Linked DNA regions of Sus scrofa: regions 1, 3 and 4 are each linked to region 2. The links are chromatin contacts, called in public Hi-C and promoter capture Hi-C maps. All regions are on one chromosome and are shown on one strand. The core of a region is the stretch at or near the end of the contact, and the rest is flanking DNA. Distances in the headings are between cores, read along the strand shown.

Region 1 (5,009 bases), core at 240-2,739, 65 kb after region 2:
ACTGTGAACCTGATGCTCACCGTGACCTCTCATGAGACTTCCTTGATCATTCAGAAGGGATTTCTCCCTTCTGGTACTTTCCTTCCATCCCACTTAGCTACTCTGCTGAATGCCTCGGATCATTTTCCAGTTAGGCTGGCTATAACTCTGAAATAATACCTCCTGTATACATGGGACTCCTTGTCATTTTTTTTTTTCCCACCACCCCACTGCATATGGAGTTCTCAGGCCAGGGATCAGATCTGAGCAGCAGTTGTGACCTATGGTCCAGCTGCGGCACTTCTGGATCCTTAACCCACTGTATCCCACTATGCCAGCCAGGACTGGAACCTGTGGCCCAGCGCTCCAGAGAAGCAGCCGCCTATCCCCGTTGTGCCACACCCGGAATTCCTCCTCATCATTGCTGTTAAAGCCTCTCCTCCCCTCCCACACAGCATGGCTAATTATAGGGACTTTGCTACAAGTTTTTCAGCAGAGTAATTGAATAAATGAAGGTCACTCTTCCTGCAATATACTGGACTCACTCCAGGACCCTACGGTAGCAAGGGGGGCTCCCACCCTGGTTCACCCTCCCTTAACAGAACGTGTTAGGAGAACGCTGCACCCTCCCCCCTCTTCTGTCCCAGACACACCTTGAGGATCTCATCTCCAACAATGATGATGCCCGCCGTCACGCTGCGCCCTGGGGGAGGTTCAGAGGCCCTAGATGCCATGGTCCTGCCTTCTCTGCCCCTCCGCAAGGCCCTCCAGTAGCCACCCAGACCCCAAAATAGGGGTCGCAAGCACTGGGGGCCCGCCAGATCTACAGGGCACTGGGGGTCATAGCCTGGGAACAGGGGTTCCGGGGTCGAGGGAACCTGGAGGAGCCAGAAAGGACAATAGGGGAGAGCAGGAGTGCACCGTCTTCCTCATTAGGCCCTTGACAATCGACTCCTTTACACCGGCCCCTTTAATAAACCTGCTCTCAAACCCTAGCCCATACCTCTTTTTATGTTTTCTAGGCTCGGTTCTAGTCTCCTGAAAATGTTCCCTCCAGAACATCTACCACTTTAAATGTCTTCTGCCCGCCGAACTCGGCTCCTCTAGGGTCCGCTCTACCTTGCGCATCTGCGCCTTTAAATAAATGTCTCTTCTCTTTACCGCACCTGTTCCTTTAAATGTCTACCTTAGCCTGGGCCTTGGCCCCTTTAAATGCGTTCCCTCCCTCCACCCCCAACCAGAACTCAGCCCCTTCTTCTGCAGCCTTCCGCACCCTTTCCAGCCCGGAATACTGTCTCTTCCCGCCACGCTTCAGACTACTGAGCTTTTCCAGGTTCTCACCTGCCTCTTGCCCTTTCACCGGGTCTTTCCCTCTCTCCTCCTGTTTCGGGGCAGCTTCCGTACTCAGAGTCCCGCCTTAGACTCATACCTACCTCGTATTAATTGGTCATTTTGGCTGTCGCTCAGACTACTTCTAAGGGCCCATTGGTGTAGTCGATCATCGCTCGAGAGCTGTAGCCAGTGGGCGGGAGTAGTGCTGGGTTGTTATTGGTGACAACCACGTGGTCACCCCTTACCCGGAAACGTGGGGGCTGGCCTTCAGTCGGGGGCGGGGCTTCTTTTCCCTCGGGGCGGGATTTGGGGCGTCTCTGGAGTGAAAGGAGCGATGAGGGGTGCAGGTGCTTTAAGGGCTTTGGGGTTTCCTGTCTGGTGGTGGAAGTAAAGGGAGGCTTGACTCTAATCTCCTTTCTGTGTTCATATTTCTTTTTTTTTTTTGGGCCTGTCTTTTTAGGGCCGCACCTGCGGCATATGGAGGTTCCTAGGCTGGGGGTCCGACTGGAGCTGTAGACGCCGGCTTACGCCACAGCAACGCCAGATCCGAGCCGCGTCTGCAACCTATACCACAGCTCGCGGCAACGCCAGATCCTTAACCCACTGAGCGAGGACAGGGACCAAGCCCGCGCCCTCATGGATGCTAGTCGGGTTCGTTAACTGCTGAGCCACGACGGGAACTCCTGTATTCAGATTCTTGTATGCATATCTGTTATTCATTAACAGATGACTCATTCTAAGGGGTCAGGGGCTAATATCAGAGGGGATTTTATATTGTAGCAGATGGAAGTTGCACGGACACCAAAAAAATTGGCAGCATTGCCTGTGAGGTAGCAAGATCCTGGAGGTGAGCTTTTAGTGTATGGAACTTTCATTTGTCCCTGTTATAAACAATAAAGCTAATTACTTAAACCTCTTCGACAAGAAAAAGTCTTGCCCCACCTTGTTCCAGATGGTTCTTTAAACATAACCTCTCCCAGTTAATTGGTCTTGTGGGTACAAGTGAGGGCAGTGACTAGGGAGTGCCATGTGTCTATTTTGGATTATCATATTATTCTAGCTTCCTCTTATTTCACTTGCTTTTAGTCTAAAAAGTACTTCTTAAACCCTAATACTCATGAATCATAAGGGGGGGCCTTTTTAATGTGCTGATTAAATCTATGGGATTCTGGAGGTTTAGGTGGGGCTTGAGATCTGCATTTAACAAACCCTCCTGTCATGCTGACGACACTCTTTCCTAAAAGTCTAAAATTCATTCATCTGGAGCACTGTTGAACCACACCTGGCCTGAATTTACTATCCCAAACAACCGCAGAAACACCACAGTGAATGGTAGAGCCAGGCTTCTAGTCCCTTCTTTCTCAATAAGCCCCGTGTTTCTTCCAACTCAAAGAATCTCAGCTCAAAAAGAAAAAAAAAAAAAAAAAAAAAAAAAAAAATCGGGCTTTCCCAATTACATAAGCCATATGCGAAATGATCTGTATTAGTAATAACGATATGTGACACTCCCCCCAACCCCCAACCATCAGCTCTGGTCCCATCCTTTACAGCGGGTTCTCAAGCTTAAAATGTGCATCAGAATCACCTAGAGAGCTTGTTAAAATGTCACTAGGTCCAACCCTCAGATTCAGTGGGTACAGGGTGGAGCCCAAGAACGTGGACTTCTGAGTTTCCAGGTGATACTGATGCTTCTCTACCAGGGACCACACTTGAACTACCGCTTTAGGAATAAATGAATGGAAGACCGGCAGAAGGGAGGAGGTTAATTCCCCTTACTTAGCACTACTGTTAAAAGTAGTGGGTTAATTCTTGGGCGACATGTTTTCTTAAATAGCCACAGTTTACAATTATTTTCTCAAAGGTTAGTGCTGTAACTACCTGTATAAGAATACTTGAAATCCCCTCATCCAGGCCACACCCTGGACCAATTATGTCGACTTCCTTGGGAAAGACTCAGGCATCAGCACTTCTAAAGCCACCCAGACGATTCCAATGCTCAAAGTGAGAACCACTGAAAACACCCCTAAACCAGTGTGTGGAGTGAACAGGCCATAGGTGTGCCCGAGCCTTAGGCTGGGCAGGAAGTGAAGTGCACTAGCAGCCTCTGGCTGACAGGCCCCTCTCATTACCCTTGTATGCTCTTCAAAAATCAGAGCTATCTTAGCAGCATCCATGACCATAGAAAACAGTTCATTTGTTTTGATGAGATGATGTTGTCCCTAGATAACCTCTTAGGCCTGTAGTTAGAAACGTATTTCAGTAGCTGTTTGACAGCAAAGTCTGCTTAAAGTAGATTAAAAACCAGTTACCTGAGGTTGAAATAAACCTCATTATCTGCAAAGAGCTGAGCTTCATTATCTCACCGAAGGGCATGTAATTAGAACCACGATAGTGAATGGGATGGAGGGGGGAGAAAAACCTTTATAATTAGACAATTAGATTATAAAAACTTCCTCTTTAATCAAGGCTTGTAACATGGAACAGATTTCTTGAATAAAATGGAAAGCTTCCAATACATTGAAACATAAATCACCATACACACAACACCTGGCGGGGAAAAAAAACGAAACAGCAAGTTTACACAATCCTTGTAACAGCCATGGTCTTATTCTCAGATGCTTCCTCCATCTGCCTAGTGTATTCTGGATACAGAGTTTACATTGGTTTGCAACCCAAAGAGTACTCATCCGGCTGGGCCGTGGTCCTGTTGGCTCTGCTTAAGGAGCAAAGCAGTCATCAGCACAGTCAAACAGTGTATAGAACATTCTTTAAATATCAAAGTGAGAAACAAGAAGGCAACACAATAATGTCATCAGAAAAACGTTAGCAAGTGAGGACAGCTGCGTAAAGCTTGAGGCTGAAAAAAATGGCTCCCCAGCTTCATTTCTTTGGCTTCTTGGGCAGTGGCCGCCGGAACAACAAGATATGAGGTTCTGAAAAAGTGAGTGAAATCTAAGAGACAAGCTCATATGATCCTATGCACAACCTATAGTGTCATCTGCTCCTACTTCCCAGCTATCACCCACTCAGATCTTTGTAACTAAATTAAGACTTAAGCATGTGACCTAAGATGCAGACCCAGAGGCCAGGCCTGTGTACCAAGTACAAAATTATTAACATCGTTTCTCTTGCTATGTTTGTACAGCCCCAGGGTGTCCTTTATTAGTTTTGCCTGGCAGTTTGGTGTCTGGTGTTTTATCAAGAAGTGTACTTTTCCTTGGGTTTATCTGGAACACTTCCAAAAATTCACTTTCCGATGGAGAGTGAAGCAGGGGCCATAACTTCTACCAGGGTATATGTGGCCTGAAAAAGAGAGCACCCTCTGACTGAACTAGATTAAAGATTTTTTTCAGTGACAGGTTGGGTCTGAACTTCCCAGATACGTTCTTATTTTTGGTCACTTCTGTTTTTCTAGATAGCTGGTGGGGTAACGCAGTAAACCACCCCCACCTTCCCCTTATTTCTCTGGGCCATGTGATCTTATCATTCCTTTATTCCCACAGGCCTACATGATTGCTTTCTGCCAGTGCACTGACCTGGTTCATGGATCATATAGTGGACCCATCCCTGACTCTGCTGAACGCCAAGGTTCCTCCATTCAGATTCAGACATCAAATGGGTTTTAGGGACCAGCTTGGCTATGTCCTTGGGCAACATGACGTGCCTGTAACAGAAACATGGGAAGGCGGGGAATTGGT
Region 2 (4,588 bases), core at 257-2,756:
TCCTGAAGGATCTGGGGCTCCAAAGGCCCATTCAGGGCCTCCTCTGGCCTCATCTGCTCCTCCTCAGTGCCACCTGCAGAGACCCCGGGACACCCTGAGAGAGTGCTGAGAGAATCAGCACCAGGACTGGGGAGGGGGGGTGCTGATATCCTTTGACCCACCTGGCTCCCAGCATAGCCAGGCCCTTCTCTGCTTGAAGGACTCCTGCATTGCATGCTGGGACTTAAAGGAGACTACTAAACGGGGCGGGGGGTGAGGTGGGGCGTGCCTCTCTCCAATTTTTCCCTTCCATCCCACCAACTCATCCACAAGTCCCCAGAAAGAAGTTCAGTTTGTCCAGCCTGTGGCCCCTCCCGGTCCCCCCTCAGGCCAATCCCAGGTTCTCACAGGGACCCTCCCCCAGTTCCCATTCCCTTCCAAAGACCCCCCCCCAGCCCCAGGAACGCCCCCACTCAGGACTGGGCGAAGCCTTGTGGCCCGGTGCCCACTCACCCTCCCTTTCCTCACATCAGAGATGCCGGCAACGCCCATTTCTGGGTGAGCAGTGCAAACACCCCCCTCCCTAAACACCCCTCATGCCCAACGAGGCACACCCGCTCCCCACAGCCTCCGCTTCCTCCCGGAGTCCGCCCCCTGCCCTCCACAATGGTCCTCTCTCCTCCGGACACTCCACCCGCGCCTGCCCTCTCGGCCCCCGGCCCAAGACAGCAGCGGGAAGTGAAAGTTCCAAGGAGGAGTTGGTGTCCCAGTCTCTTTCCCGGCCAATTCTCCCCACTCCCGACTCCTCCCGGACCCCCTCCCGCCCAGCAAGGCTTCTGGTGGCATCAGCACCAGGGTGAGCGGTGTCTGGCCGCTCAGGCCTGGGATGAGGGACCAGGAAGAATTCTCTTCGCCAAACCCTAGGAGTCGTGCCTACTCGGCGCCCTGGCACCGGGTGGAACGGGCAGCTAGGCCCCAGAGGAGCGAAGACGTCAGTCCTGGGGAGCAGCGACCCTCTACCGCGATCCCGAGGAGGCGCTGGTCCAGGCCCCTCGGTGCCTGATGCCGGAGCCTAAAAGTGTCCGCAGGGACGGAGCAGGGGAAAACCGGGCAGCGAGCGCCGGCATCCCCCCTCCTTCCTTCTCCATTCCATCTCCGAGTCGCCGAGCCCTCGGTCCAGGACAGCAGACCAGGGCGGGCTGCGCCCCGGTTGGGGTCTCCCAGGGTCTCCAGCCGACCCCAGGACCCCAGTGCCTCCCGACTTACCCCTGCATCCTCCCAGTCCGCCCCCGGCCCGCTCCTGGCTGAGCACTCACCTATATCTGGGAGCGGCCGGGAGGGCAGAGGGCTGCCCGCACCCAGAAGCCCCAGAGCCCAGAGCAGCGCCAGCCGCATGGCAGCGGGGCCCGGGGCTGGGCGAGGGCAGCAGGTGCTGGGCCGCTCGCCGAGGAGCAGCGGCGGCCGGGTCTGCTTCACGCACCTCCCGGCGCAGAGCGGTCACCAGGCTCCGCCCGGCCCCCTCCCACCGGGCCCAGGGCCAGGCTCCGCCCCCGGGAAGGCCCCGCCTCCGCCGAGCGCCCAGTCCCAAAGAGGCGGGGACTCAGCCAACGACTCAGATTCCCTGCGCTGCCCTAGCTGGTTTGTCCCGCCACTTTCTGGCTACTGTGCAGGGTGGGAGCGGAGGCCTGGTCCGACCGGCTTGGGAGTCGCGCCTACACCTGGCCCTGGGTCTGGACCCGTTCCTGCCAGCCGCGTGTCCTGAAGCCCGGGTCTGCCCGGATCAGGCGGATCAATTCCCTTGATTGCCCGCCATGCAGAGCGGGGCTCGCCCTCCCTTATCGGACCCCTGCGAAGCGCGGGCAACAGGAGTGTACTAAGCATTTATTAAACAGGAAGGAGCATGTGGGAGAGCGAGGAGGAACCCCCTTCACTCTGCATAGGTAGCGTCATCGTTGCTGTCGCTGTAGGCGGAGGAGGAGAGCTCCTCGCGGGGTGTGCAGACCGGGCACCGCTGCCGCATATCGTTCCAGCAGGATCGGCAGTACACCGCCTCGCAGTCAGGCGTAGGGCACACGTAGGACTCGGGCGTCTCGGATGCCTGGCACACCACGCATCGCCGGCGGAGCCAGGGGCGCAAGAGAGGACAGCGGCGGTGCAGGATGTCCGCCAGGCGGCGGCGCTGTTGGCAGGCAAGGCAGGTTTAGAGCTCTTCGAGGAGCAGGGAGGAGAGAAGGGGTTATTGGACAGCACTTCTTGTCTGAAGGACTGACTATGTCTACATGTTGGGGGAAGCCAGCTTGGGCACAGAAGACCCTGGAAGACAAGGTTGCTAAGAAGTGGATCCTAGAGAGCATCCTTCACTCCGTGAGCCTCCCTCCGTGATGAAGTGGGAGGATGCAGCCTTGGGAGGAACCAACCAGTAACAGCAACAATCATCATCATTTACACTTTCCCATAATTTGTCTTGTTCTTTTTTTTCTTTTTCGGGCCGCACCCGCAGCATACAGAGGTTCCCAGGCTAGGGGTCGAATTGGAGCTACAGCTGCCGACCTGCACCACAGCTACAGCCACGCAGGATCTGAGACTTGTCTGCGACCCACACCACAGCTCACGGCAACACTATATCCTTAACCCACTGGGCGAGGCCAAGGATCAAACCGCAACCTCATGGTTACTAGTCAGATTCGTTTCCACTGTGCCTCATGGGGAACTCCTCCCCAAATGTGTCTTAATTTGATTCTTACCTTGGGGCTGAGAAGTGAGTAGGGCAGGTAAGACTATTACTACTGTGTTCCCCCACCTTATATGTAAGAAAGATGAATCTCACAAATGTTAGGTGATTTTTCCAAAGGCAGACAGCCAGGAAATAACCAAACCTGGCTGGACCTAGGTACCTTGATTCCAAATCATAAGCCTGGCTCATTATGCTCCCTCCCCCTCACCCCACCTTCTCTCCACACAATTGCCAGGAATTCTCAGGCTACTTTATCATGTCACTCTTTGCTCAAGAGACTCCAGGGGCCCCACTTCCTGCCAGAAAAATGCAGAACTCTTCGGCTTGGCCTTCTTCTTTTTTTTTTTTTTTTTGTCTTTTTTCCATTTCTTGGGCCGCTCCCACAGCATATGGAGGTTCCCAGGCTAGGGGTCGAATCAGAGCTGTAGCCGCCGGCCTATGCCAGAGCCACAGCAATGCAGCAACCGAACTGCATCTGCGACCTACACCACAGGTCACAGCAATGCCGGATCCTTAACCCACTGAGCAAGGCCAGGGATCGAACCTGCAACCTCATGGTTCCTAGTCGGATACGTTAACCACTGAGCCGCGACGGGAACTCCAGTATGTTCATTTTGAGTGGGTTTCTTAAGAGGCCGCATCAAGATGGTGGAATAGGGGGACATGACGCTCACCGGCTCGCATGGTATGCTAATTTTTTTCATCAGACATTCATTCAGCCCCTATTGTGCATCATGGGAGTTGGAGATTCTAGGCACTGAAGGAAAAAGTCAAGCAAACACAGTCTCTCACTTTTCAGAGCTTTCTTAGGGCTGATTGAATAAGAACGGCTGCCACACTTTTTTTAAGTAATGTGGGTCCTGTACCAAGAAACTGTAAGTAAATTGACTCAATTCAAAAAATAACCATGGAAGGCAGATATTGTTATTATCATCATCTCTTTTTCAGGCAAGAAAACTGATGCTTGGAGAGGTGGTTACTTGCCTAGGATCACACAATGAATTACGTGCCTGCATCATGACAGTGAAACTCATTTAATCCTTACTACAGGAGTTCCTGTTGTGGCTCAGTGGTTAACGAATCCGACTAGGAACCATGAGGTTGTGGGCTCGATCCCTGGTCTTGTTCAGTGGGTTAAGGATCCGGTGTTGCTGTGAGCTGTGGTGTAGGTTGCGGACGCGGCTTGGATCTGGCGTGGCTGTGGCGTAGGCTGGCAGTTACAGCTCTGATTAGACCACTAGCCTGGGAATCTCCATATGCTGTGAAGCGGCCCTAGAAATGGTACAAAGGCAAAAAAAAAAAAAAATCCTTACTACAACTAGATGGGGGAGTTAATTCCATTTTACAGAAGGTAAAAACCAATGAAAGCTCAGCATTTAATTAAGTCATAGTAAGAAGGGGAGGAGCCAGGATTCAAACCCAGGCCCTCTGGTACCAGAGCCCCACATCTGACCACCATTCTATTACTGATTCTAGCGAGCAGGCCATACAGATCTGTCCAAACTCCTATTCTTCAGAGGGAAAAACTGCACTTCAGGGAAGACCATGGCCAAGGCTACACAGCTTAATGAGGGAGTGTGGATTAGAACCTGATTCTTCTGACCGTGTGCTCTGTTATACCACATACCTTTTCATGAGGCCTCACTGATCCCAGCCCACCTGCCTACCCACCCTCCCTCCCAGGATCTGCACTGCATCCCTCTCAGAAGAACCTGTGGCCTTGCCCTAGGCCCCTTCTTTCTTCCCCCGCCCCCACCCCAATGGCTGCACCTGCAGCATATAGAAATGCTGGGCTGGGGTTGAAACGGAGCTGCAGCTGCTGGCCTACACCACAGCCACAGCAACACTGGATCTGAGCCAGCTATAGCTTGCAGC
Region 3 (5,191 bases), core at 2,139-4,638, 89 kb after region 2:
CAGCCTCTTCGTCGACAGCCTCCCCCTTTCCCTCCCAACCCCATGGGTCCTGCTTTCAACATGCCCCCCCAGGGACCTGGCTACCCACCCCCAGGCAACATGAACTTTCCCAGCCAACCCTTCAACCAGCCTCTGGGTCAGAACTTTAGCCCACCGGGTGGGCAGATGATGCCAGGCCCGGTGGGGGGATTTGGCCCCATGATCTCACCCACCATGGGACAACCTCCCAGAGGGGAGCTGGGCCCCCCTTCTCTCCCCCAACGCTTTGCTCAGCCAGGGGCACCTTTTGGCCCTTCTCCTCTCCAGAGACCTGGTCAGGGGCTCCCCAGCCTGCCCCCCAACACAAGTCCCTTCCCTGGTCCCGACCCTGGCTTTCCTGCCCCTGGTGGTGAGGATGGCGGGAAGCCCTTAAATCCACCTGCTCCCACTGCTTTTCCCCAGGAGCCCCACTCAGGCTCCCCGGCTGCTGCTGTTAATGGGAATCAGCCCAGTTTTCCCCCAAGCAGCAGTGGGCGGGGTGGGGGCACCCCAGATGCCAATAGCCTGGCACCCCCTGGCAAGGCAGGTGGGGGCTCAGGGCCCCAGCCTCCCCCAGGCCTGGTGTATCCATGTGGTGCCTGTCGCAGTGAGGTGAACGACGACCAAGATGCCATTCTGTGCGAGGCTTCCTGCCAGAAGTGGTTCCACCGCGAGTGCACGGGCATGACTGAGAGCGCCTATGGGCTGCTGACCACCGAGGCCTCTGCCGTCTGGGCCTGTGATCTCTGCCTCAAGACCAAGGAGATCCAGTCTGTCTACATCCGAGAAGGCATGGGGCAGCTGGTGGTGGCTAACGATGGGTGATGCCGGCCAGGTGCCAGGGAAGTGTGTACATTCCTCCCTGCTCTTGCAGGATGATTGTTGGCCTGTCTGGCTCTTAGTCCTTGTTTCCCCCGGCTTCCCATCCCCATGGGGCGGCAGAAACACAGTGGCTCCTGGGGGCAGAAAAGGAACTGAGGGGGGGCAGGCAGAAGAGCCTGGATCGCTCACTTTTCTGGAAACTTGTGCATTGAGATCTACCGAGGTCCAGAAAACCAAAGCCCTGCCGAGCAGAGCCGTTTTTGGTGGCTGTCTCTGGAGGCCTGGGGGTATGGCTGCAAGAGAAAAGAGGCTGGAGGAAGATCTGAAGGGCAGGGGCGCCCCCTCCGCAGACGACGGATGCCCCCAACACCTGTGCCTAACGCTTCTGTAGCCCCGCAGCTCCAGCCTTAGTTTTTGGAGTCTAATATTAAAGGTTTCTGGCCAGAAGAGTTGGGGTCTCTTCCCATCTCTGCAGTAGTCCTTTCATGGGCGCTGGGAGACAGCTTTAGGGAATAAATGGAGATTTTCCTCTGTCCTTCCCTCCCTTTGCCTCTTCCAAGACCCACCCAACTCCTCCTCCCTCAGAGAGAACCAAATAGCTTGAAGAAGCAGGAGAGTTCGTGGCTGTGGCCGTTTCTTGGTGATTTGGGGCTTCGAAACAGTAGGTAAGAGATGCTGTCAGGACATATCCCCCTCATACCAAAGTCACTGGTCCTTTCCCAGCCTCTCTTGTGCTTTTTCCCTAATGATCATATTTTTGCCAAAAATTGGGATATGTGGTCTGACAGACCAGAATATTTGACATTTAGACTGTCCTGGAAGCCTAGACTCTGGTTGTACTGCCTTCCCCCTTGCCCCTGTGTTGCACATTTTTCTCAGCGCTGGTCTTCAACTTTTGGCGCCCTTATTTCCCTGTCTCCCTGGTGGCTTGATGGAAAGAAAGCTTGAAAAGGCGTGGAGCCCTCATACCTCATTATTTCTCCTGATGAAAGCACGCCTGTCACGGCCTGCGGGTTGGGGAGGCACGGCGGGACCCTCATTGCCATGGTACTAAAATCAGTCCAGAGCCTGGATGTTTTTTGCTTCTCTCTTCCCCTGCTATTCTTTGTATCTGCTCGGGCGAGGTCATCTAGTTGTTCCCATTCGTCTCAGCCAGGGTCCTGCGCTGGGCTTAGTTCTTATTTCATTTTTAAAGCACTGCCTGCCAGAGAAGGGCCTTGGTCCTGAGGAGGAGTCCCTCACAGCTGCTCCCTCCCTTACAGCCAGAGCTCACATTCCTCGGTGGGGTGGGGAAGGCAGGCTTGGGGCGTGGCCCCGACGGGAGCCGGGGGTCCCTTGCTGGCCCTTCCCCGTGTGAAGAGAAGACACGGATGCTGCAGAACTTGGCCAGTGCAGCATTCAGCCTTTGAGGCTGTGAAAAAGAAGGCAGCGGCCTCTGGGCTTCTCTTCTCCAGGGTTCTTCCCACCGGACAGCAGAGATGGCACCCCCCTCCCTCAACTTTGTGTTGTGTTTGTGGTTCTGTTCGCTCCTCTTCCATCTGTTGCTATTTTTGTGGTCTCTCCCATGGCAGCATTTTGTAAGGTGGCTCCTGAGGGGCGGCGGTGGTGGTGGGGTGTCAGCTCAATCCCTCTCTCCCCCTCACTCCACAACTTTTTGGAAGCAAGTGGGGGTGGCAGAGATGTGGGGAAAGTTTTGTACGGTTGGATTAATAAAATGACTTTGGAAAATCCAGACTGGAGCCCTTGCTGTTGATGTGTGGGTACAAGGCTGGAATGGGCCAGTCATCCCTGGGCAGGTTGGTTGGGGGTGAAGATAGGTATCCGTGTGTGTGTGGGGGGGTGTCTCTGGAAGTGGGAACAGCAGAAAGATTCAGCCCTCTGGGCTGGCCCTGGTACAAACAGCTAAGCCCAGGGAGGCCTGTGCTCCCTGCCTCTCCCCCCGTGTCCCTGCTGTGAGGAACAAGTTTCCTTTCTGAGCACATTCCTGGGCCAGGCCTGGAGCCAAGCCGGAGCTTTGGCTCCAAGTCTTCAGGGGAGACAACTGTCTTTAGTGCTTGGGGGTTTAGCGCCCACAACCCCACTCCCCAGTTATTTGGGTTAGGCAGCGAGCATAGCTCCAAGGGTGGGATCAGGGGCTGCCCCTGGGTCCGGAAGTTTTCATTTTTGGATACTTTTCAGGCCCCCCTCATCTTTTTTTTGTAAATAGCGGCATCCTTAAACAATCCGCACTGGGGCAGCATGAGAGTGGCCGAAGGGCTATTTCCAACCCGCAATTGGCCACTCCCCTCCCCCATCCTGCAGCTGTCTCTGTCTATCCTGGGACCAACCTGGCCCCTTGTCTTAGAGAAGCCACCCTTTGCCTTTCAGTTTTGGGTCTTGGCTCCAGAAATTCTTTAGACGCTGCTCCCAGGAGGGGAGGTGACAATATTCAGTTTGCTGGCACTCCAGCCGTCCCGCAGGGAGGGGAACCAGGTTGCGGGGCTCTGCAGTTCCCCCCCTCCTTTCCCCTCCCGTGGCTCTCCAGTCTAGCTGTTATTGGCCAAAAGTTTCCGCCCCCTCAGGGAAGTTGACTTTCTATTGGCCGGTTCTAGGTCACATGACCTGCCTTTCTTGGCGCTGTAAAGCTGGAGAGGCAGCAACAAGTTCAGGGGAAGACTGAAGCCAGGAGCAGGATCAGGTAAAGCCCCGGTGAGAAGGGCCCACAGGGATCCCTGTGCGAGGAAGGATAGAGGTGAGGGGGGCCAGAACTCCAGCGGTTGGGCTCCTCCGAGGATCTTCAGAGCTAGTTTGTCGCTTCTTGGCCGGCGGAAGGGGGATCATGGGCGGCCGTTTCCAAAACAGGAACTTGCTTTAGGTCTCCCAGGCAAGTTTTTGCAGCCCTGTGTCATTTGCTCTAGAGATTTGGGGGAGCAACTCTTATGGGGGGTTGAAATCAGCTAGACGAGACTTTCCAGCTTTTTACGGAGGGTGGGAGAGCTCCCCCTTTAGTTGTCTTTTGGAAGTAGCCCAAGTTCCTGACAATCCTTATAGGGTGTTTTTGTTGAATCCTACTTGAATGAAAAGAAAGAGGAGGGGGTGGAGGTGGGTTTTCTTCCTAGAGGTTGATGAGAAGAAAGAGATCTGAAAACACCGTGGGCCAGGGTGGAGATTAGACAGCTGGAGGAACTTCCTAATAGGGCAGTGAGATGCTGGCTTGGGAGAACAGGGAGATCTTTTGGAATCTTGGGTGAACCCAACCAAGGGAGAGAGACCAACAAGTATTTGGAACTCTGAGTGCAGGGGTTCCGGACTGTCTCCTGTTTAGGTCTCAGAAGTGTTTGTCTTGTTGACCCAAATACCTTGCTGGTTTCCATGGAGACAGTGGGTCTGACATCACTGTGGTTACCATGGTGCCTGGTTCTGGAGGACCGGAGCAGGCCGTATACAGCTAAGGATAAACAGGGACTTCAGCCCAAGCTGCTGCCACTTCCCTGCCACCACCTGTTAAAAGTCACACACAGCAACTGAGGATGGGGAGATGATGACAGAACTGTGGGGGAGGGGCTTGAGACCAGAAGGCTGCACAGTGATGGTTCTCTGGATGCCTGTGAAGCCTGCCAGGGGTGTCCTGTGGGATGTGGGGAAGTCATTGCGCCCTTCTCCTGTCTCCTTGTGGGGTGGGTGCATGCGTTTGGAAGGCATAGGTCTTGGGAGACACTGTGAGGTGTCCTTCATCTGTCCTGGGCTTGGATCTTGACGCACAAGGGCCACAGGAGGTTTGTAGGGCACTGAGTAGGACTCACTTGAGCTCAAACAGAAGAGGGCAGTGTGGCGGTTTCCTAGGGTAGAAGTGCCATGCTTGTTCCCCAGCCTCGCTCCTTTTCCCAAGGTTTCCTTTTAGAGTCCTTTACCACTTGCCACCCCTCTCACCCCTCAGCAAGCCGTCATTTAGCCCCTTCTAAAGGATCAGAATCTAAGACTCTAGGGGGTCAGCTCATCTCTCCCTCCACCATTGCCAGCCTGGATGGGGGACAGTCTTGGCCATGGATGAAGGAGTAGGTTACGATCTTCCTATCCTGCCTTGTGTCAGGCTTTGGAAGCTGGAGTAACTTCCCACTGCCACCTGGCCAAGTCAGAGCAGGTTCGCAGGGGGTAGGATCACAGCCCTGATTTTTGTCCAGGCTTTGCAGCCTGTAAAGTGCATTATACATGGTAGTTGCCATAAATCCCTCTTCCCAGTCACCTTCACGTTCTCTACGATGAAACTCTGGAGGTTACTAAGAAGGGAAATGGAGAGTGAGCGTGCCAAGGAGATCTACTAGTACGGGTTAATTCAGATGGAGTTAAGCTGTGCCAGTTTTTCTCAACCTTG
Region 4 (4,699 bases), core at 637-3,136, 75 kb before region 2:
AACAAAGAACAAAGGGTCCGATGGAGCTTCTTCCTCCCAGTACCATTTGCCTCACAGCCCTAAACCTGCCCAGGAGAAATTAACTCCTTCCTGCCCAAAGCCCTTCGTAACCCTTTAACCCCCTTCCCGGCCTTTGGAACCTTTCCCATGACCTCGCTCCCCTATTCTCTCCAGTTTTACTACCTGAATCTCAGAAGCAGGTGACTCCCCAAAGCCTACGCACACAGAGCATGTACCTCACTTGTGCCACCCAAAGGGCCCTTGGTGGTGCTGGTGGTGGGGTCTTTCCAGGGACACTTTAAATACAGAATGAACACTTAATACCTGCACCCAGGTCCCTGCTGAAGGGTCCTCGCAGGATTACAGTGAGCATTCTGCCTACTCCTAATGTCGAGACCTGTCAGTGTAGGCAGATGGCCAAGTGACACCCAAGGAGAGGCACAGGGGCTTTCACCGTGGAAGGGCCTAGAACAAGAGCTCTGGCGGCCAGGGAGAGTGGCCCCTGCTGGAGGCAGGAACTGCTCAGCGTGGGTCCCTCACTTCGGAGTAACAGGGGTGCCAGAGGGAAGGAAAGAAGCGCAGAAACCGTGCCTGTGCAAGCCGACGCGGGCAGGGTCCCGCCTGGGGGTGGGGTACTGCCAGTTACGGGGGAGAAGGAAATCCACGGGATCCCTCCCGCCGCCGGTCACCGCCCCCCCCAAAGACTCAGGTTAGGGGGTGGCTGGGACAGTTAACCTGGACACGGGGAGCAGTGCCAACCGGGCGCCCAGGCTGTCGGCCGGAGACTCGGGCTTACTTGGGGTTTGAACTGTTCCAAAAGACGGTGTGGCGGTCAGCAGCGGCCAGACTGCAGCACAGACCCAAGAGAGGGGCCCAGAGGAACTCCATAGCGCGGGGCCTGGCCAGGCCGGCCGGGGACGAGGGGGCTCCTCGGGGTCTAGGTTCCCGCTGGCCTGTTTTCCCCGCAAATATTGTTCCCATAACTTCAGAAAACTCAAGAACAAAGAACAAAGGGTCCGATGGAGCTTCTTCCTCCCAGTACCATTTGCCTCACAGCCCTAAACCTGCCCAGGAGAAATTAACTCCTTCCTGCCCAAAGCCCTTCGTAACCCTTTAACCCCCTTCCCGGCCTTTGGAACCTTTCCCATGACCTCGCTCCCCTATTCTCTCCAGTTTTACTACCTGAATCTCAGAAGCAGGTGACTCCCCAAAGCCTACGCACACAGAGCATGTACCTCACTTGTGCCACCCAAAGGGCCCTTGGTGGTGCTGGTGGTGGGGTCTTTCCAGGGACACTTTAAATACAGAATGAACACTTAATACCTGCACCCAGGTCCCTGCTGAAGGGTCCTCGCAGGATTACAGTGAGCATTCTGCCTACTCCTAATGTCGAGACCTGTCAGTGTAGGCAGATGGCCAAGTGACACCCAAGGAGAGGCACAGGGGCTTTCACCGTGGAAGGGCCTAGAACAAGAGCTCTGGCGGCCAGGGAGAGTGGCCCCTGCTGGAGGCAGGAACTGCTCAGCGTGGGTCCCTCACTTCGGAGTAACAGGGGTGCCAGAGGGAAGGAAAGAAGCGCAGAAACCGTGCCTGTGCAAGCCGACGCGGGCAGGGTCCCGCCTGGGGGTGGGGTACTGCCAGTTACGGGGGAGAAGGAAATCCACGGGATCCCTCCCGCCGCCGGTCACCGCCCCCCCCAAAGACTCAGGTTAGGGGGTGGCTGGGACAGTTAACCTGGACACGGGGAGCAGTGCCAACCGGGCGCCCAGGCTGTCGGCCGGAGACTCGGGCTTACTTGGGGTTTGAACTGTTCCAGAAGACGGTGTGGCGGTCAGCAGCGGCCAGACTGCAGCACAGACCCAAGAGAGGGGCCCAGAGGAACTCCATAGCGCGGGGCCTGGCCAGGCCGGCCGGGGACGAGGGGGCTCCTCGGGGTCTAGGTTCCCGCTGGCTTTCGAGGCGGCTCACTCAGCACCGTGCTCACAGCTCTGGCCCCTACGCCTCGCGACTCCGCCTTTTGGGCCGGCGCCGCCCGACACCCCGCCCCGCCCCCGCCCCGCCCCGCCCCGCCCCGCCCCGCCCGGCGTGCGGCCGCCCTGGGGCCTGGGGGCTGGGGAGGTGGAGGAGGGGAGGGCAGGGGGGAGGTGGAGGAGGGGAGGGCAGGGGGGAGGTGGAGGAGGGGAGGGCAGGGGGGAGGTGGAGGAGGGGAGGGCGGGGGGAAGCCGAGGGGAGCGCGCACCTCGGCCCGACAAATCTACTCAGCGCTGTGTGTTTGCTCACTCGTGGGTCCCTGTGCAGCTTTGTGGGCCTGTGCGGGTTGGTGGGTCAGTGTCCCGGGCGCAGTCGCGTGCGGGAGAAGGGAGCGGACTCCACATGTGGGTCTTGGAGCACGCGGGGGCCGGACCTCCCCGGCGGCGCTGCGTGCGGATCTTGCGGGGTGCGAGGCGGTTGATAGGTCCCGCATCTTTCCTGAGCCTTGCACACCCAAGCTCGGGCGCCCGCGTTCCCACACTCTTCTCCTACCCCAACCCCCTTCCCGGACTCTGCGATCGGCTGCCCCTCCCCACACACGCGGCTGTTTGTTTTTGTTGGGTTTGTCAATGTTGTCTTTGTTCGGGAGATTGTGTCATCGCCTAGATGCCGGGAATAAAGTGCGACCCTGTGTGTGATCAAGTGTGTGTAACATGTGCGGCCAGGGCTAAGGGCGCCTCTGTCCATCAGTGCCTGTGAGAGGGAGGGACATTCGGGATCCTGGGCCTGCGAGAGGGTTCGCTCTTGTTTCTAAAGGGCCAAAGAGCACTAATGATCTGTGTGTGTGTGTGTGTGTGTGTATGCCAACACACGTTGTGTACCCCTGCGAACAGGCTTTGAAATATGGACTGTGAGAATCTGGGCCTGAAGAGTGACAAACTGTAACTACACATGTGCATCTGGCATGTGTAAATACGTGTGATGGCGCGCAAGTGTGAAAGCATTTGTGAGTAGTATCACAGCGGCGTGTGGGGAAGCGTGTGAAACTTTGACGTACGTATGCTAATGTTTGTGAACAGCGCGTGAAGGGGAGGGGAAGCGTGCACAGGCGAGCTGTATCTGGGGGCCGGGGGCTGGGGACAGGCAATGGGTGTTGTTGTGCAGCGTCCCAGGCTGGGCGTCTGGGTCTCCCAGTCAGTCAGGCCCCGGTACCCAGCTCGCCCCCTCCCCCGCGCCGTGTAAACAAACCCTCTGGAATTCGCCTCTCGGGGCTCCTCTCCCCGCCGGGATCTGCTGCCGTCTGGAGCAGGGCTGGCGGGTGGGTGTCTGCCTCCCAGCTCTCAGAGTGGAGAGGGCGGGCAGGTGTTTGATTAGGCTCGTGTGTGTGTGTGTGTGTGTGTGTGTGTGTGTGGAGCTGGAGGGCCGACTGTTGTGTGCCTGCGTGCGTTTGGTGGTTCATGTGTGTGATTGTGGGGCTGTGTGCATGCGCGCCCAGAGTTGGTTTTGCGACTCTGTGCGCACCCTTGGCCAGCCTTTTCACGCGGCTGCGCAACGTGGGAAGCCGCAGACCCAGGGGCCCCGAAGGCTTGGGCCCAGCTTCCCTGGTTCCCAGGCTGTTTCATCCTCCTCTTTTACGGCCAGGCCTGGCTACAGCTCCCTGTAATTACTCGGGCCGGGACGCTGCGGCAAGTCCCGCGGTGACCCCCGCCGGGGAGGAGCCTGGAGCGGGGGGAGGGCCCGAGCTGGCCCCACCCCGCGTGGGGCGCAAGCGGCTAGAGGCCAGACTCGGCCCGTCCTGCCGCGCGTAGGATAAATATTTACCTAGCGCAGACTAGGTACTTGGCCCTGTGACCTCGTGTCCGGGTCTCGGCCAGGCTTTGCGCACGGACCCTACCCCACCCCCTCGCGCGCACCTGCCCCAGGCGACGTGCCCGGCCCCACGTTTACCCCAGGTGCAGCCCGCCCCTCCCGCCGGGGTCGAAGTCTACCCGCCGACCAGGCCCAGGGCAGCGCCTCACGCGCATTTTGCTCACCTGGGTGTCAGCCTCCCACGTGTCCCCGGTGGGATTACCCCGCCCCTGCTCTTGTCCCATAGACCGAAGTTCCACGAGGGCAGGGATTTTTGCTTGTTCACTACTGTATTGCCAGCGCCTGGCACAGCACCTAGCACACAGTAGGTAGTCAAGAAATCTTGGTAGAGTGAGTGAAAATACTGCTCAGTGTTAGTTCTGCAGGAAGTGCTGCTCTGAAAACGGCAGAGGGGTTAGAGAGGGAAGTGGTGACGGTGGCTCTTCAGAGAGGGTCGCCCAGGATTGCCCCCGGAGGGGACAGTTGGGGGCACATTACCGGGTTTCTCTGACCGCTGGGATTGCTGGGCGGGAACGTGTGGGGTCCCTGGGCTGCGCCGCTGGGCCGGGCAGGTTCGGGCTCGCTCGGCCCAGCCCGGCGGGGCCACGTCCGTTCCCGCCCCGCCTGTGTCTAGGGCTGGAGCAAAACGGGTGGAGAAGAGGTGGGGGGAAATTCTGGGCACGAACAGGACGCGGAGCCCTTTCTCTGGCTTGGCGCTGTCCCCAACATTCCCTCTCGAGGCTTGGAGCTCATCACGCTTCTCCTGTTCCTGTATTTGTGCGTTTGGAGGTCGTTCGTCAGACCTAATGGGGCACCTCTAGATGCCAGCTGTTGTGATGGGCACCGAGGGTAAGAGTGCGTCTAGGATAAAACCTCTGCC

Evidence for each region. Promoter capture Hi-C pulls out the DNA fragments that hold promoters and counts their contacts. A called contact is a pair of places that touch in the nucleus more often than the background predicts.
Region 1: a Hi-C map of skeletal muscle shows a contact between it and region 2, with 1.8 times the contacts expected there. The contact joins the promoter of FLAD1 here to the promoter of ADAM15 in region 2. A contact is called at or near these places in 1 of 5 promoter capture datasets (liver), 5 of 47 Hi-C or Micro-C datasets (heart right ventricle, liver, omental adipose tissue and 1 more) and 1 of 2 datasets of contacts at active chromatin or transcription factors (alveolar macrophages).
Region 3: a contact with region 2 is called in a Hi-C map of fetal skeletal muscle, with 1.9 times the contacts expected there. The contact joins the promoter of PBXIP1 here to the promoter of ADAM15 in region 2. A contact is called at or near these places in 1 of 5 promoter capture datasets (liver), 3 of 47 Hi-C or Micro-C datasets (embryonic fibroblasts, fetal skeletal muscle and liver) and 2 of 2 datasets of contacts at active chromatin or transcription factors (alveolar macrophages and skeletal muscle).
Region 4: a contact with region 2 is called in a promoter capture Hi-C map of liver, with 2.6 times the contacts expected there. The contact joins the promoter of EFNA1 here to the promoter of ADAM15 in region 2. A contact is called at or near these places in 1 of 5 promoter capture datasets (liver) and 1 of 47 Hi-C or Micro-C datasets (liver).

What each region holds. Positions count from the first base shown.
Region 1 is chr4:94,812,023-94,817,031 of Sscrofa11.1, forward strand. It overlaps FLAD1 (FAD synthase), which reads right to left and starts at 1,490. Exons shown (of 8, transcript XM_001929375.6): 1 at 1,321-1,490; 2 at 633-857. The coding sequence starts at 713. It overlaps CKS1B (CDC28 protein kinase regulatory subunit 1B), which reads right to left. Exons shown (of 3, transcript NM_001243542.1): 2 at 4,848-4,975; 3 at 3,747-4,244. The coding sequence ends at 4,192.
Region 2 is chr4:94,746,587-94,751,174 of Sscrofa11.1, forward strand. ADAM15 (disintegrin and metalloproteinase domain-containing protein 15) reads right to left here and starts at 1,507. Exons shown (of 21, transcript XM_001929336.5): 1 at 1,296-1,507; 2 at 1-73. The coding sequence starts at 1,374. It overlaps DCST1 (DC-STAMP domain-containing protein 1), which reads right to left. Exons shown (of 16, transcript XM_021089738.1): 16 at 1,844-2,158. The coding sequence ends at 1,907.
Region 3 is chr4:94,833,977-94,839,167 of Sscrofa11.1, forward strand. PBXIP1 (pre-B-cell leukemia transcription factor-interacting protein 1) reads left to right here and starts at 3,389. Exons shown (of 11, transcript XM_021089739.1): 1 at 3,389-3,517. PYGO2 (pygopus family PHD finger 2) reads left to right here. Exons shown (of 3, transcript NM_001185175.1): 3 at 1-2,572. The coding sequence ends at 843.
Region 4 is chr4:94,671,556-94,676,254 of Sscrofa11.1, forward strand. EFNA1 (ephrin A1) reads right to left here and starts at 1,887. Exons shown (of 5, transcript NM_001123110.1): 1 at 1,796-1,887. The coding sequence starts at 1,887. LOC106510138 (a long non-coding RNA gene) reads right to left here. Exons shown (of 3, transcript XR_001308360.2): 1 at 4,318-4,699; 2 at 4,005-4,134; 3 at 2,344-2,429. It overlaps LOC102158536 (a long non-coding RNA gene), which reads left to right and starts at 2,421. Exons shown (of 3, transcript XR_002343426.1): 1 at 2,421-3,024.